4 separate regions of the Mus musculus genome follow, and all the other regions are linked to region 2. A link is a contact called in public ChIA-PET data. All regions are on one chromosome and are shown on one strand. The core of a region is the stretch at or near the end of the contact, and the rest is flanking DNA. Distances in the headings are between cores, read along the strand shown. Region 1 overlaps Tbc1d1 (TBC1 domain family, member 1). Region 2 overlaps Fam114a1 (family with sequence similarity 114, member A1). Region 3 holds the start of Ube2k (ubiquitin-conjugating enzyme E2K). Region 4 has its middle 22 kb from the start of Smim14.

The links. ChIA-PET counts read pairs in DNA pulled down with a chosen protein or histone mark.
Region 1: a contact with region 2 is called in an RNA polymerase II ChIA-PET map of memory CD8 T cells, with 19 read pairs. The contact joins two enhancer-like sites. A contact is called at or near these places in 2 of 484 Hi-C or Micro-C datasets (adipose-derived mesenchymal stem cells and embryonic stem cells) and 2 of 115 datasets of contacts at active chromatin or transcription factors (memory CD8 T cells and pancreatic cancer cells).
Region 3: an RNA polymerase II ChIA-PET map of memory CD8 T cells shows a contact between it and region 2, with 31 read pairs. The contact joins the promoter of Ube2k here to the enhancer-like site in region 2. A contact is called at or near these places in 2 of 39 promoter capture datasets (hippocampal neurons and pre-B cells), 1 of 484 Hi-C or Micro-C datasets (cardiomyocytes), 2 of 115 datasets of contacts at active chromatin or transcription factors (forebrain and memory CD8 T cells) and 1 of 9 other capture datasets (embryonic stem cells).
Region 4: an RNA polymerase II ChIA-PET map of memory CD8 T cells shows a contact between it and region 2, with 6 read pairs. The contact joins two enhancer-like sites. A contact is called at or near these places in 1 of 484 Hi-C or Micro-C datasets (cardiomyocytes), 2 of 115 datasets of contacts at active chromatin or transcription factors (memory CD8 T cells and pancreatic cancer cells) and 1 of 9 other capture datasets (embryonic stem cells).

Annotation. Positions count from the first base shown.
Region 1 is chr5:64,295,719-64,299,114 of GRCm38.p6, reverse strand. The region is part of intron 14 of Tbc1d1 (TBC1 domain family, member 1); the gene reads right to left. Among named protein-coding and RNA genes, the nearest start is that of Gm38634, 40 kb to the right of the region's middle. Within about 2 kb of position 1,849, at least 169 of the 459 cell types and tissues checked have an H3K27ac peak or open chromatin away from gene starts, as enhancers often do. A contact at or near this core is called in memory CD8 T cells, where this site is marked.
Region 2 is chr5:64,988,640-64,992,262 of GRCm38.p6, reverse strand. The region is part of intron 2 of Fam114a1 (family with sequence similarity 114, member A1); the gene reads right to left. Among named protein-coding and RNA genes, the nearest start is that of Mir574, 20 kb to the right of the region's middle. Within about 2 kb of position 2,087, at least 43 of the 459 cell types and tissues checked have an H3K27ac peak or open chromatin away from gene starts, as enhancers often do. A contact at or near this core is called in memory CD8 T cells, where this site is marked.
Region 3 is chr5:65,535,457-65,538,721 of GRCm38.p6, reverse strand. It overlaps Ube2k (ubiquitin-conjugating enzyme E2K), which reads right to left and starts at 1,477. Exons shown (of 7, transcript NM_016786.4): 1 at 1,176-1,477. The coding sequence starts at 1,238. It also overlaps a transcript of Smim14 not described here.
Region 4 is chr5:65,513,051-65,516,625 of GRCm38.p6, reverse strand. It overlaps a transcript of Smim14 not described here. Among named protein-coding and RNA genes, the nearest start is that of Smim14, 22 kb to the right of the region's middle. Within about 2 kb of position 1,530, at least 101 of the 459 cell types and tissues checked have an H3K27ac peak or open chromatin away from gene starts, as enhancers often do. A contact at or near this core is called in memory CD8 T cells, where this site is marked.

The sequences.
Region 1 (3,396 bases), core at 600-3,099, 690 kb after region 2:
CTCCTAATACTTCCTTATACTCTCCCCCGGCCTGCCCTTGAACTCCTGCTGCATGTTAGCATTTGCTAGCACTGCACTCCAAGCAGCTCTCTGGCGACTAAGTCTTTGCCATGATGGGGTGCAGGGTCTGAAGCCCCTGAGCATATGCGTGTTGTGGCAAGGCTCTGAAGCAGGGCAATGGTGAAGGGCAAGCTGGGGTGCACTGGGGACTCCACTCCGCTCCGGAGATGAAGCTTTATATCCAGAAGCTACGGAAGAACGAGCAGAGTCACGTGGCAGAGATGAAGCTTTATATCCAGAAGCTACGGAAGAACGAGCAGAGTCACGTGGCAGCCCATGCAGGGCAGACATTCATAAGTGCTGGGGCACGGGAGAACGTAGGAAAGGAAGCAGGCGGTGTGAGAAGACTCTCAGGGAGAAAGTCCCAGGAGGAGTACAGGGAAGAAATGTGTGAGCAAGGGAAGAGTCAGAAAAGCCATGGCTAGGGAACAACCGGAATTCCACAGGGACCTTTATCTAAGTCGCTGCTGGACCGCAGGCCTGAGTGGCTCACAGCTGTAGCCAGGACCTCTGCTGCCCTCCTCCCCCGCCCACCTGCCTTGTGGGTATATGTCGCTGAAATTCTAGTCCCGCCCACCTATTACACAATGCTTATCTGGGTGTGATCTAAGGCTGGAATCCATGAAAGGAAGCCTGTGAGTTGGGAAACACTTTTGTGCTTGCTCGGAAGAGGGGATGAGGAAGTTTAAGCATAGAGGGATGCTATGAAACAGAAGTTTAAACTAGTGGACCCAGTCCTTGCCCGACTCCTATAATGTTCAGCTTGTTAAATGTGAAATTGTGGCCTCTCTCCATGGAAAACACAGCACTAAGGCTTTCCTGACCAGGCAAACATCCTGGACATATCAGCTTAAGAGACAGCATCGTCCTTAGGTATCCGCAACTGTTGAGGCAGCTGGCAGACTGAGGCAACCAAGCAAATGGCCACACATAGTCTAAGGGACCAGAAGATGTCTTTTTGACAATATGACTCTTCTGCAAAAATGACAGCCTCTGTGATGTTAAGTGTGAGCTGAACATAGGTGTGGCAGTAAAGCCTATAATCCAAGCACTCAGGAGGACTTCTGAGGTCAAGGCTGGTCTGGCCTACACTGCAAGAGTTTGTGTCAGAAAACAAAGCTGAACAATGTGGCTGCCATTTGTAGGGGAGGTGCCTACTTTTGTTTTCTAAATCCCCAAAGAGAAGAGGCTGTCTGCATCCTATGTGATTACAGCTTCCACTGACTGGTCCACATCCCTCCTATCAGGTAGACGCTGTCATTACTCTATGCTATACCTGCATATCTATGGAGGACATCGCAAAACCAGTGTTAGCCACACAGGTCACAGAGGAGCCACAATGGGGTAATCACCTCACTAGACTGACCACTAGCAAATTAACCAGAAAATAGCAAGAGAAGATGTGTGTGTGTGTGTGTGTGTGTGTGTGTGTGTGTGTGGAACCCTAGGGCACCGGGAAAGCACCAATGCTGTGAAAAGAGTGTGGCACATTAAAAATACAAGGGTCATTTGGTCAGGCGCCTCACTTCTGGCATTTGCACCAAGGTTCACAGTTAGTCACAACTGCTAAGAAATGGGTACTAAAAAAGGCCAGTCAATATAAGTAAGCAAAACCACACGTGGCACACAAAACACTGCAGGTATAATTTGACCTTGAAAGGGAAAACCTGCTATGAGCTAGCAAGAGGAAACTACTTAAATAAACTTGAAACAAGAAGACAAAGGCTGCCTTTCACAGGAACCATGTAAAGTAGCCACATTCATAGAAATAGAAAGTAGAACAAAGGTTAGTGTGGGCTGGGGACAGGGGAGGGTGCTAATGGCTTTAAGGGTTTCACTTTTACAAGAGGAAACTCACAACCAAAGCTGAGCATCTCAGCCGCTTCGAGGTGTAAGTGTGTGTTTTACACACAAACCAATGCCAGGGCACTACTCTGATCTGCGAGTACCTCCAAGGTCACGCAAGTACCTCCAAGGTCACCAAGTACCTCCAAGGTCACCCAAGTACCTCCAAGGTCACACAAGTACCTCCAAGGTCACCCAAGTACCTCCAAGGTCACCCACTTTCTCTCAAATGGCCAGAAGCAAATTATTATCACAGCGGGTCTTAGTAACCAGCATGGAATCTTACTTTTTAGTTTTTTTCCTTTTAAACAAGTCTTGCAATGTGGTACAATCTGCCCTTGAACTCTCTGCTCCTCCTGCCTCAGCCTCCAGAGACTATGGGAGTGCCCTCTCACACCAGGCCTAGAGTTTTGCTTTGCTTTGAAAACAAAGGCTTGCAGGCTGGAACGGGGCAGTGGAAAGAGCCTACAGATTCCCCTCTGGAGCACCACAGCTGGGAAGGGGAGGAGGGCATGAGAGGAAGAGGCCCGGCATGAGGAAGACTTCTGTAAGCCCGCGGCCTCCCAAAGGTCCCATCACTTTGACATCACAGCAGTCCAGAGCTCAGCATCTCCGTGTGGATGTGTGTGGAAAGTTCCCCGTTCTTTTCTGAAGACTCCCACTTCTGCCTTGTGTGGGAGGCCTGAGCTCTGAGGAGCTGTGCAATGCTGCCCCCTCACAGCTCCACAGTGACCATAACACATCTGACACAACAAGGAGCTGAGATAGGGACCAGGCACGGAGCTGAGAGGAGACAAGCAGGGCAGCCCCGCTAGCCCATGCTAGACCATGCTAGCCCATCTCCAAGCATCTGACAGGCTACTCTGTAAATGGTCCCCAAAGAACACTGATCCCAGACTCTTCTAAGTAAAGGACAAATGAAGACTGCTGTGAGCACTGGAGCTATTAAAGGACAAATGAAGACTGCTGTGAGCACTGGGGCTATGGGTCTCGGTCTTCTCATATATAAAGTGAGGCACTATAAGAATTTTCTTGTTTTGTTTAAACATGAAAAAAAAATTCCAGGCTATCAAGAAGAACTTTTTACAATCTATAGCCTTAGGGTATTGATGACAAGATTTAATCAAGTACAAAAAGAATCTTTCCACCTTGCTTACCATCAGTGTCTGTAGAAATGGCTTGGTGCTAAGAGCATGTACTGTTCTTGCAGAGGACACAGTTTTGGTCCCCAGTACCCACACTGAGCTGTACCCACAGTGAGCTGGCTGGAGTCACCTGCTGATCTTAGAATTCAATAGCCACTGAGGAAGATGGGCTTATAGTCCTCCATTGTTTCCTGAGTGCCCTTAGGCACAGCTACACAGCACAGGAGATGGCTAAGAAGCTGAGAACAACTTCCTGTCATTGAACTGGAAATGAGTGAGACAGGAAGAGGCTCAGGGAAGACAACCTGCTTGGTGACACTCTGCCACAAAAAGAGGCAAGAATTGG
Region 2 (3,623 bases), core at 838-3,337:
TTCAACTCTTGGAATCAACATAAAGGCAGAAGGAAATAACCTTCGAGTCCTCTGACCTCTACATTCGCGCAAACACACACACACACACACACACACACACACACACACACACACACACACACAAGACGAAATAAGCAGAGTGCATCAACTTGCTTCTCACATTATTAAATGCTGCTGGAAAGCTTTGTTTCTCACCTTTCACCTAGATAGCTCTCACCTCCTTTAACACAGACCTTCGGGGCCTAACTCAGAAAGCAGAAGGCATCCTATGAGAACTCACTATGTTGTTGTTTTTCTCTCCTTCCCATAAAATCAGAAGAATGACCTTGTATAGTTGGGGCAAATCAGACTTGGATTGATCGAGGACATCTAAATCATAATTAGAGGGGCTAGAGAGATGCCTCAGCAGTTAAGAGCACTGGCTGCTTTTTCAGAGGACCTAGGTTTAATTCCCAGCATTCACATGGCGACTGGCAACCATCTATAACTGCAGTCCCAGGGGATCGAACGGCCTCTTCTGAAATCTGTGTGCACTAGGCATGCATGTGTTGCATAGACATACATATAGACAAAACACCCATCTACATATAATAAATAAAATTTAAACAAAAAATAAAACACAATTGGTCCTTTGAACAACGGCATCCATTGTGTGATCCTAAGAATATTTAACTATGCAGGGGATTCCATCAAGTTCAAAGTTCCTTAAATAGAGAAGACATCTAAATGTCTAGTATCCCACCTAATATCAAATAGAAAATACTTTTTAGGTTGGTCCTGTGACTTAGTGGTACAGCATTCTCCTGGTTTGAGTAAGGCCCAAGTTCCACTCCTAACACTACCATCACCACCACCCAAATGACCACATCATTTACTGAGGCTGGAGTGTGGCTCTGTCACAAAGCATCTGCCTAGTTTGTGTGAGACCCTGAGTCAGAGCTCTGGGAAAATAAACTATTTAATTTAGGCGAACCAGTTCAAAACTATAGGTACAAGGTAAATATCTAGAGGGGTCTGTCAAACACAAGGACCATTCACATGTAGGTGGAAATATATATATATATATTTCTGTGTTAAGATCAAAGACCAATCTGGAAGTCCCATCCCCAGGAGAGATGAGGAATCAGGTACCGTGTAGATCTCATACCGGGGATGCCTGTCATTAGACCCACGAGACCAGGTCTTCCTTAAGTCCTGTAACTCACAGCACAGATAACCTGTCATAAGGATCCTCAATGCAGCAATGAGGCTGCAGGTGTCCTGCCTGGGTGCCTGCTGCTCTGTCAGAAGGTCAGACTCGCAATGGCCTCAGTTATTTCCAAGTAATTTTCTTTCCTCATGAGTAAACCTTTTCCAACTCTAGGAAGATTTAAAACTTAAATGTGGAAAGGCTAAAGCACCAAAGCCACGCTATTAATGCTTTTTTGTGCACATTTGACCTTTTCTGTCCTACTGATATTTATGAAAGTTAACAGGGTCACAAGGTTTGAAAACCAATTTACAATGACCAGCTGAATTATCACATCACAGACTTTAGCTGAAATGGCCCACATTTAGGAATACTGTATTAACATTTAGGTCTTTAAGCCCACTTTATATATTTAATAGCTTGTATAACAATTATGAAGTACTCAACAAGGTTTTGTAATCTATAGATGAGGCACTTGAAAGGAAATAGAATATATTACAATTAAAACATTCAAGTCAATAGGAAAAAAAAGAATCAAATATTAAACAAATTTCCCTAGAAAACTGCTGCTCAATTTTGCTAGGCTTATATATAGAATTATGATTTTTGGGATGAAGAATTGAGTGTTTAAAATTGCAGTCTTAATAAACTAAACACTAACTATTTAAATCAAATTAAGCATCTAAGTAGATCTCCTTTTTATACAATACACACATCAGCTTACACCAAAACCCATCTAAACCCAAATTGAAGGATACCCAAGCCAAGGGACCATGGGTTCATTCTTCTGTTGTCATGGGAACAGTGTCATCCTTTTAGTTACCACTATCCTTACCACCTGACACTGCCCCACCCTGGGCTGGTTTGAGGTCTCTTGGCTTCCTTTTTCTCCCAACAGTGACTTCTCACATTTAACTATGCCCACAGTGTCTCCACCACAGCACCTCAACAGGAACAAGGGGTTTCTCTCAAACCTCTCAGCTTTATGCTCCATTATGTTTCTTCTCCAACTCTTCAGCATGATGCTGATCTTCTGTACCCACTCCTGTCATCACCTCTCCATCAAAGACAGCAAGAGTCCTCCCGCCACCACCTTATGAAGCCATCTGCATCAAAGTCACAGTGACTTCCTTGTTGTCAAGCTACAGACTCATGTTAGGCTTTCATTGCCTGAACTCTCAGTAGGATTTGAAACTTAACAGATTTAGATTTAAAGCACTCTAGTTTCATAGCATTGGTGCCCGTTCACTCTTCTTTACTATAACAAAATATCAGAGGCAGGCACATTTTATAAGGAAAAAGTGTTTACTGAGTTCACAGTTCTGGAGACTTCAAGGCAAGCTCCAGACCTGGCTTGGTTCTGCTGAGGGTCTCAAGGTGGATGCTGTCCCAGTAGTGGGAGCTCATGAGGAAGGAATTACATCTCAAAACAGGAAGCCAGAGAACAACTACTTGCTTAGGCTCATCCTTTTAACAACCCATTCTTGTGAGAGCTCAAGAGTCTCACAAGAGGCACCTTAATCCTTTCTGAGGACAGCTTTCCCAGGAACCCTAGGAATGCCCACTGGGCCCTACTTGCCAGAGGTACAGTTTCCCAATATCTCTGCACTGAGAACCAACCTTCTAACCCCATCCCTTAGGGAGCCAACTCAAACTATATCCAAAGCACAGCACTGCCGCTGCCCTATCTTTCCATTTTTACTTACTGTCAGCATTCAGTATTATGACTTCGGTTATTTTTAGAACACTCTTACATACATAGTATGCTATTATGTAGGCTTCTTAGATTAAGCTACAATCTGAGAGCTGTCAGCATTCCAATAAAATATGTACAGTCCAGGTCAGCAGGGCATTCTCATTAGGAAACCCAGGCTCCAGAGGCAGCCGTAATAAGCAATCCTATTATCTCTGCCTCCATTAACAGCTGATGGTTGGCTAATTAGCATTCCAAATTGCAGGAATATATTTTAACTGGTGAACACAGCAAACTTTTTACTAGCATCCCCAAATATCTGAAAAAAAAAAAAGGTCTTCAAGATTTGTAGATGGTTAAATACATCCAAGAGAGTCTTCATGTCTTGGCATGGCCAGGCACAAGGGAAACTTTTTCAGCCCAGCAGGATGAATGAGTGGTTACAGGTGCCGCTGCCAATCCTGATGAGTTAAGTTTGATCCCAGGAGCCATGTGGTGGAAGGAGAGGATTGACACCTGCAGGTTACCTCTGACTTCCACACATGAACCATAACACATGTGCACTCATACATATACATGCATGTGTGCACATGTGTTATGTGCCTTGTGTCAATGGTCGTCCGTTCAGCTTTGAACTCTGGGCAATTCTGGTTACTCATGCCTGGATTCTTCTCAGGGAAATAAATCTACCTCTGAAATTTAGTGAGCCTTTTCATGCAAGGTGATAGACAGAGACCTGAA
Region 3 (3,265 bases), core at 228-2,727, 550 kb before region 2:
TTCAATCATAGAAAAGCTAGCATTTTTGTCGATTTAGGTGGAAAAAGTTGTACTATTACTTTTACAGATGAGTAAAATTATTCAATCACTCTCAATATTTCACATAAATAAATTTGGCAAGCATTAATGTACTTAAAATTTGCAAGACTTACAATGTACTAGGAGTTTTATTTTTCTTAATATGCTATTTCCTGCTATAATATTGTGTCAAAAAAATAAACCTAACTCAATAGTGAACTACAATAACGTGTTATCTGATGAAATCCCTTGTTTTTTAATAGGCCTGTTTTTAAAAGTGAGACTCAAGTTAACTATGAGGGACATCATAATGAAGTTTCACAGTACAACACTAGTCACAGAGGCATTGCCCTAGGAGAGCCTGACACTGGTAAACAGTATTCTGAAATAGGCTACTCAGACACTCCATTATTCTCCCTACTTCAAATCATTTAATTAACAAACAACTTGCCTTTGACCAGACTAAAAGCTTTAAATGTCAATGATGAGGCCTAGTTACGGGCTGGGTCCGTAGAAAAGAGATTACCACCTCATTCGGAATTATTTCTCTATCTGTAGTGGAAATTGTTTCAGTTCCCTTCCCATTATGTCTCCCTTTCCCCCAACACTACACTGGAAGGGAGTAACTCAAAGTCTTCCCCTCGTCTATACCTAAAGACTGTGGAGGTTCCTTCCCCAAGGAGAAGACAGCAAAGGCCCCGGCCGGCGATCTCCAGAACACCCCGAAAAGCGTGGGCCTGGGGGGTGCGCTGCGGCCGGGGGATCCAGTTACTACCTTTCCCCTTCCCCCAACCCACTTCCCGGGTTTTCTCGGCCTGCTCCTTCTTCCCCACCGCCTAGTCACACTTCCAGATGTTGCCGCCACCGCCTCGGGGCTCCCTCTAGAGCTCACGTGCCCCCGACGAGTGCTTCGGCATCGGCCCTCCAAACCCCGTTCCTCCCCAGGCCGGCCGGCCGGCCAGCCGCCCGCGAGACCGCCTCTCCCAGGGCCCGGGGAGGGGAGGGAAAGGCGGCGGGAGGAGGAGGGGAGGCCGCCGCTTCCCCAGAGGCAGAGAGGCGGCCGCAGCGAAGCCGGCCAGGGCCCGCCGGGGGTCGCGGAAGGAAGGGGCCCTGCCGCCCGGGGCTGAGATGGGGGCGTCCGGTAGCTCGTTCCTGACCTCCTCGCTCTTCAGCACCTCCTTGAACTCCCGCTTGATTCGCTGCACCGCGATGTTGGCCATGTCTCTGCCCGCAGCTGATTCGTACCCGCCTCCTCCGCCACCGCTACGACCACCGCCACCGCTGCCACCTCTTCCTCCGCCGCCGCCTCCTCCCTCAGCGATTCAGACCCGAGCACACGAACGCTGCCACTGCCACCCTCGCCGTCGCGTTCCTCCTCACTGTAGAATCACCTCCGCGCCCGGCCACCAAAATGGCGCCGGGTCCGCGCATGCGCACCACGCTGACCCGACCGGGCGGCGCAGCCGCTCCAGTGGGAGCCCCATACGTCTCCAGCAGCGAGCCCGCGCCGCGCCGCGCCGCGCGTCTCAGCCGGGGCTTCGGCCGCGTGGCTCCGCCCTGCCGGCGGCTGGGGCCAGGAGGGTGCGGCTTCGCGGCCTGTCCGCGGGGTCTGGGCCTGCCGGGTCCTCCCCTGCCCCTCGGCCTCCTTTACAGAGAGACCTCCAGTCCCTAGGCTGGGACCCGAGGTGGGAGCCCGGCCTGGCGGGTGTCCCCGGCCCTAGCCGGGCCGAGCCCCGCTCTAACTCGGCCAGACCCAGAACCCACGGGCTCGAAGTGCCTCCCTGTGTCTAGCGGAGGAAAAAGCTATGCAGGAACTGGGTCCTGCCCAGCGTCCGTTGGTAAACCCCCGGGAAATCCACTGCCGTAGCTTTTGTTCTGGAACCATGATAAGGCAACTATTATTCGGTCATCTCAGGTATTACAGATGTTTAAGGTTGTGTAATGGTTGTGTCCCACGGCTTGTAATTGATACAGGTGTTGCCAGAAAGAGGCCTGTGATGGGTTTAAAAGCCAGAAGTTACATCTTTGCCCTGTTTAGATAATCAATGCTGAACTGCAGAACTAAGGTGTTTTTCAAACTTGAAAGTGCCTCGGAATCCCTGGAGAGCTGGTTAAGATTGTTAGCACCTATCTCTAGAGTGTGGATGGACCTAAGAATTGGCATTCCTAGCAAGCTCCCTGCTGCCCGTTTTTCAGCGGCCACGCTGTGGGAATGACTGGATTAAGCATGTGAAGAACTGTATTTATTATAGTGACAGTTGAAGAAATAGAAGGCCGAAAGAGCTTTAAACTTACAAAGGTGTTTGGCGCTTGTATTGAGTGAATATAGTTGAGTGGAGAAAAGAGAAACGAGTAAAATTATTTAATTGAGCAATAACGTGGAGAGGCTATTTGAAAGTGGTTAGTAGAGTTTAAAACAATATGGTGTGGGTGCTGAGAGGTACTTTGAAAATAACATTTTGAGCGCCGGGCATGGTGGCGCACGCCTTTAATCCCAGCACTCAGGAGGCAGAGGCAGGCGGATTTCTGAGTTCGAGGCCAGCCTGGTCTCAGAGTGAGTTCCAGGACAGCCAGGGCTATGCAGAAAAACCCTGTCTGGAAAAACCAAAAAAGTAAAAATAAAAAAAAAAGAAAGAAAATAACATTTTGAAATTATGAAGGTGTTATTGTAGGAATATGTTTCATGTATTCACCTAATCGATCAGTTCCGTATTCCATTTTAAGACTAATGCTAGCTGAGTGTGGTGGTACAAGCTTGTAATCCTAGATTGGGAGTCAGAAGCAGGAGGACCATCAGTTCGAGAATCATGTTTCCCTCATCTGTGAGATAAGGAGGTTGTTTAAACTTCTAAGAGTTCAATTTTTCTTTTTTTTTTTCTTTTTATATTTATATTATATGTAAGTGCACTGTAGCTATGTAGCTATCTTCAGACGTCCATAAGAAGGCATCAGATCTTGTTACAGATGGGTGTGAGCCACCATGTGGTTGTTGGGATTTGAACTCAGGACCTTCAGAAGAGCAGTCAGTGCTCTTAACCGCTGAGCCATCTCTCCAGCCCCAGTTCAAAATTTCTGAAACACTCAAAACCTTTCCCTGAGTATACTGACAAATTATAAAAGATCTTCTAGCAGAGCCCCCTAGTGGTGATAAGAGGGGGTTCTACTATATACTGAACACTACAAAGGATTTTTGCCATAATATAAATCTAGAAATGTTGTAGGTATTTGTGCCAATACAACCTAAACA
Region 4 (3,575 bases), core at 281-2,780, 520 kb before region 2:
TCTCTACAGAGGCAGAAAGTGACCAGAATACAAATTTCTTGATTCTGAAATTTCTCCTCTAGCCCAAGTTCTTTTTTTTTTCTTTTCCAAGCGTTTCCTTGCTGTCTGGAGAGTTTTTTTTTTTTTAAGATTTATTTATTTATTATATATATGTAAGTATACTGTAGCTGTCTTTAGACACCCCAGAAGAAGCACCAGATCTCATTACAGATGGTTGTGAGCCACCATGTGGTTGCTGGGATTTGAACTCACAACCTTCAGAAGAGCAGTCAGTGCTCTTAACCGCTGAGCCATCTCTCCAGCCCTCTAGCCCAATTTCTAATCAAGACTTTGAACAAAAGTACACCATGACAAATTTTAAAATGTACACTTCCACAATGCACTCAGCAATTCAAAGTGAATGAGAAAGGGAGGGGCACTGAGGTAGTACTGAAAAATGTGAAGTCAATAAAACAGGCATAGAAACCAGAAAGCTGCAAGAGGCAGTAAGGAGAAGCAGGCAGAGGGAAAAAAACAAGAGAAAACAAATGACTGGGGACTGATTTCTTTGCCACGGTCCTTGGCTGTGCTGTACCAAGAAACTCATTTATAAAGGGAGAAGACTAGAAATGCATCAGGATCGGTGAGGAAGGAAGACAAGAATGAGGGGTTGGGTTCCCATGGCTATGCAAAGCTGTTTTGATTGGTAGGAAGGAAGCAGTGACTGTGTCTGCGCACCTCCTCAGGGGAGACTCAGGGGTTGAAGGGATGCTGAAGGACGGTAAACTGAGCTGGCATGGGTTGTTTGATTTTAGTAACTTGATTGTCTAGACAGGGTTGACAGGGATGTGTTTCGGGATGGCTTTGAACTTCCATGGTAAAGGACAACCTGATCCTCCTGCCTTTATCTCCCAAGATCTAAGATTACAACACTGTGCCACCACAGTCTATTGTCCCACCACATCTAGTGCTTGGTGGGCTTTTTGTTATTGTATTTAGTGTGTGCATGCACACACCACTGCATCCCAGCACATATGGGGTTTTGGGAGTTGGGTGTCTCCCTCCATCATAGGGATCCCAGAAATCGAACTCAGATTCTCCGGGATGTCAGAAAGCACTTTTATCCACAGAGCAGTTCGGTGACCCAAGTGATGCATTTTTATTTGTTTAATTGTTGTTTGATTTTTTTTTCTAGTGGGTGTAAGGGGTGTCTGTGTGACCATATATGGGTGTGAATGGGCAGATGTCCACAGTGGCCAGAAGAAGAGCTTGGATTGTCTGAAAGAGCAGCAGGTGTCCAAACTTTGAGCTATCTCTCCAGTCCACTTGATGCACATTTTAAAAAGGTGCTTCTCTCTCTCTCTCTCTCTCTCACACACACACACACACACACACACACACACACACACACACACACACACACACACACTCGGGGAGCCAGAGAGCTGTTTAGGATATGATTTAAGTTTCAGGAAGCGTCCTGTGGTTGACATCTGTTCATCGGTTACTCTTTGTTAATCACCTTGGGAAGGAAACAGGATCTGAAAGTCACTGACGTGTCCAAAGCAAATACAATATGTTTGGTGTGTAGCTGTGTCTCAGAATATGGAGAGAGTCATAGTTGGGGGTCTTGGGAAAGTATGTGAACTGTGTCACAAAGATCAAATATTCCAACTAGATGATGGAGCATTGCACTGGAGGTTGAACCATCTGGGCAGAACAGTTCCTCAATAACCAGTCTTCTGTCAAACTGACATTTCAGACAATCAAGTCCTACTTCCTTTTCAAAGACTTATTTAAAAAGTGTCTTTGTGTACAGTAGGGGAGAGGAGGCTCCTGAGTGTGCCACAGCCCATTTCCTGCTGAGCCAGTTCTACTCCTTGCCTGTGCAATGAGTGACACAGAAGACCAGTAGGTGCTGACGATTGAGCCAAGCATGTAGGCTACCAGCCTCTTCCACTCTCTCCAGCTCTCACCTTTTATTTCCACATAGTACAGGCTAGACTTGAGCTCATGATCTTCTGCCTAAAGCCTTTGAGATTTATTTTTTAAATCTTTTTTTTTTTTGAGTCCTCTTTCTCATCCCTTATTAGGAGGAAGGAGAGATCCAAGGAATACAATTTGAAGCTAGTGTCCATCTGAGTTCATGGGGAATTCCCATCGCCAGTTAGTTATTCTGTAATGGCCTCAAGCACTTTGCAGGGACAGAAGAAAAATCATAAGGAACCTATTAACTGAACAGGGTCCTCATGATGACTAAGAACACATTGTTCAGTGTGAACTTAGTGTCTGATGTCTTTTTAAAAAGTCATTAAAGCGAGTCCTTGTGAAGTAGATTTATATATGACTATTAGTGTAACTGCATACAGAGTTAAAGTCCAGAATGCCAGAATGTTACTAGAGACCAGAGGTTTTTAGACCTTTTAGACTTTTGCAGAAATTTTCTTTCTTTCTTTTTGGTAAATGGGGCATTTGTTTTGTTTGGAAGTTTGCTTGAGACGGGGGTTTTACTAATATAGCACTGGCTGGCCTGAAGCTGGCTACGTGTAGACCAGGCTGGCCTTCAACTCACCAAGATTTGTCTGCCTCAGCTTCACAGATGATGGGATATGTGCTACCATGCCCAGCTTAAAAATGGTTTTTGTTAGCATATATGGTGAAAAATTCTTAAGAAGTCTCTCTCCAAGAGCAACAGATTAAAATTAAGAACACAGTCAACTTCAGTGATGTGTACTGGCTTTTCTCCACTCTTAGAGGTTCTGTTCTGAAAACCACAGGACCTCCACTAGGGCTGATTGAGAAGACCCAAAGGAAAAGGATGCCCACGGACAGGAGAGTTGTACATCTGAGTGCGGTGAACTAGATAGAGGCTGGCTGTTGTAGGACAGGATCATGGCCAGGAGCACAGTGCTTCATGGGTGTAATAAAGGGAGGTCCCAAAGGACTGGCAATGAACTCTTGCTGGCTTCCCTTCAGGAATGCAAAGTGAAGTTCAAACTAGCAGTTAGGTTAACCCTTGCCTCGTCTCTATTATATTTCCCATTTGTAAATAATTGTCTGATGCCCTCTTCTAACCTTTGGGGACACCTGGCAGGCACATGGTGTATCATATAGACAAAAGACTCATACATATGTGTGTGTGTGTGTGTGTGTGTGTGTGTGTGTGTGTGTGTGTGTGTGTGTGTATGCTGGAGAGATAGCTCTATAGTTCTTGCTGTTCCAAGTGCTGGGATTAAAGGTGTGCACCAGCTCCACAGTTAAGAGACCTTACTGCTCTTGCAGATTTTGGGTTGGTTCCCTGCACCCACATGGTGGTTCATAGCTTCCTGTAACTCTACCTCCAGTAGATCTGAACTCTACTGGTATTGTACACACATAGTGTACAAACACATGTGAATAGCACATACACATAAAATTAAAAAGAAATCTAAAAACAAGTTATATACACATAAAATAATAAATATGTATTTTAAAAACTGTTTCCTTGGGCACTGGTAATGGAGCATACCTTTAGTCCCAGCATTCAGGAGGCAGAGACAGGTGGATCTCTGAGTTCAAGGCCAGCTTGGCCCACACAAAGAAACCCGGTCTTGAAA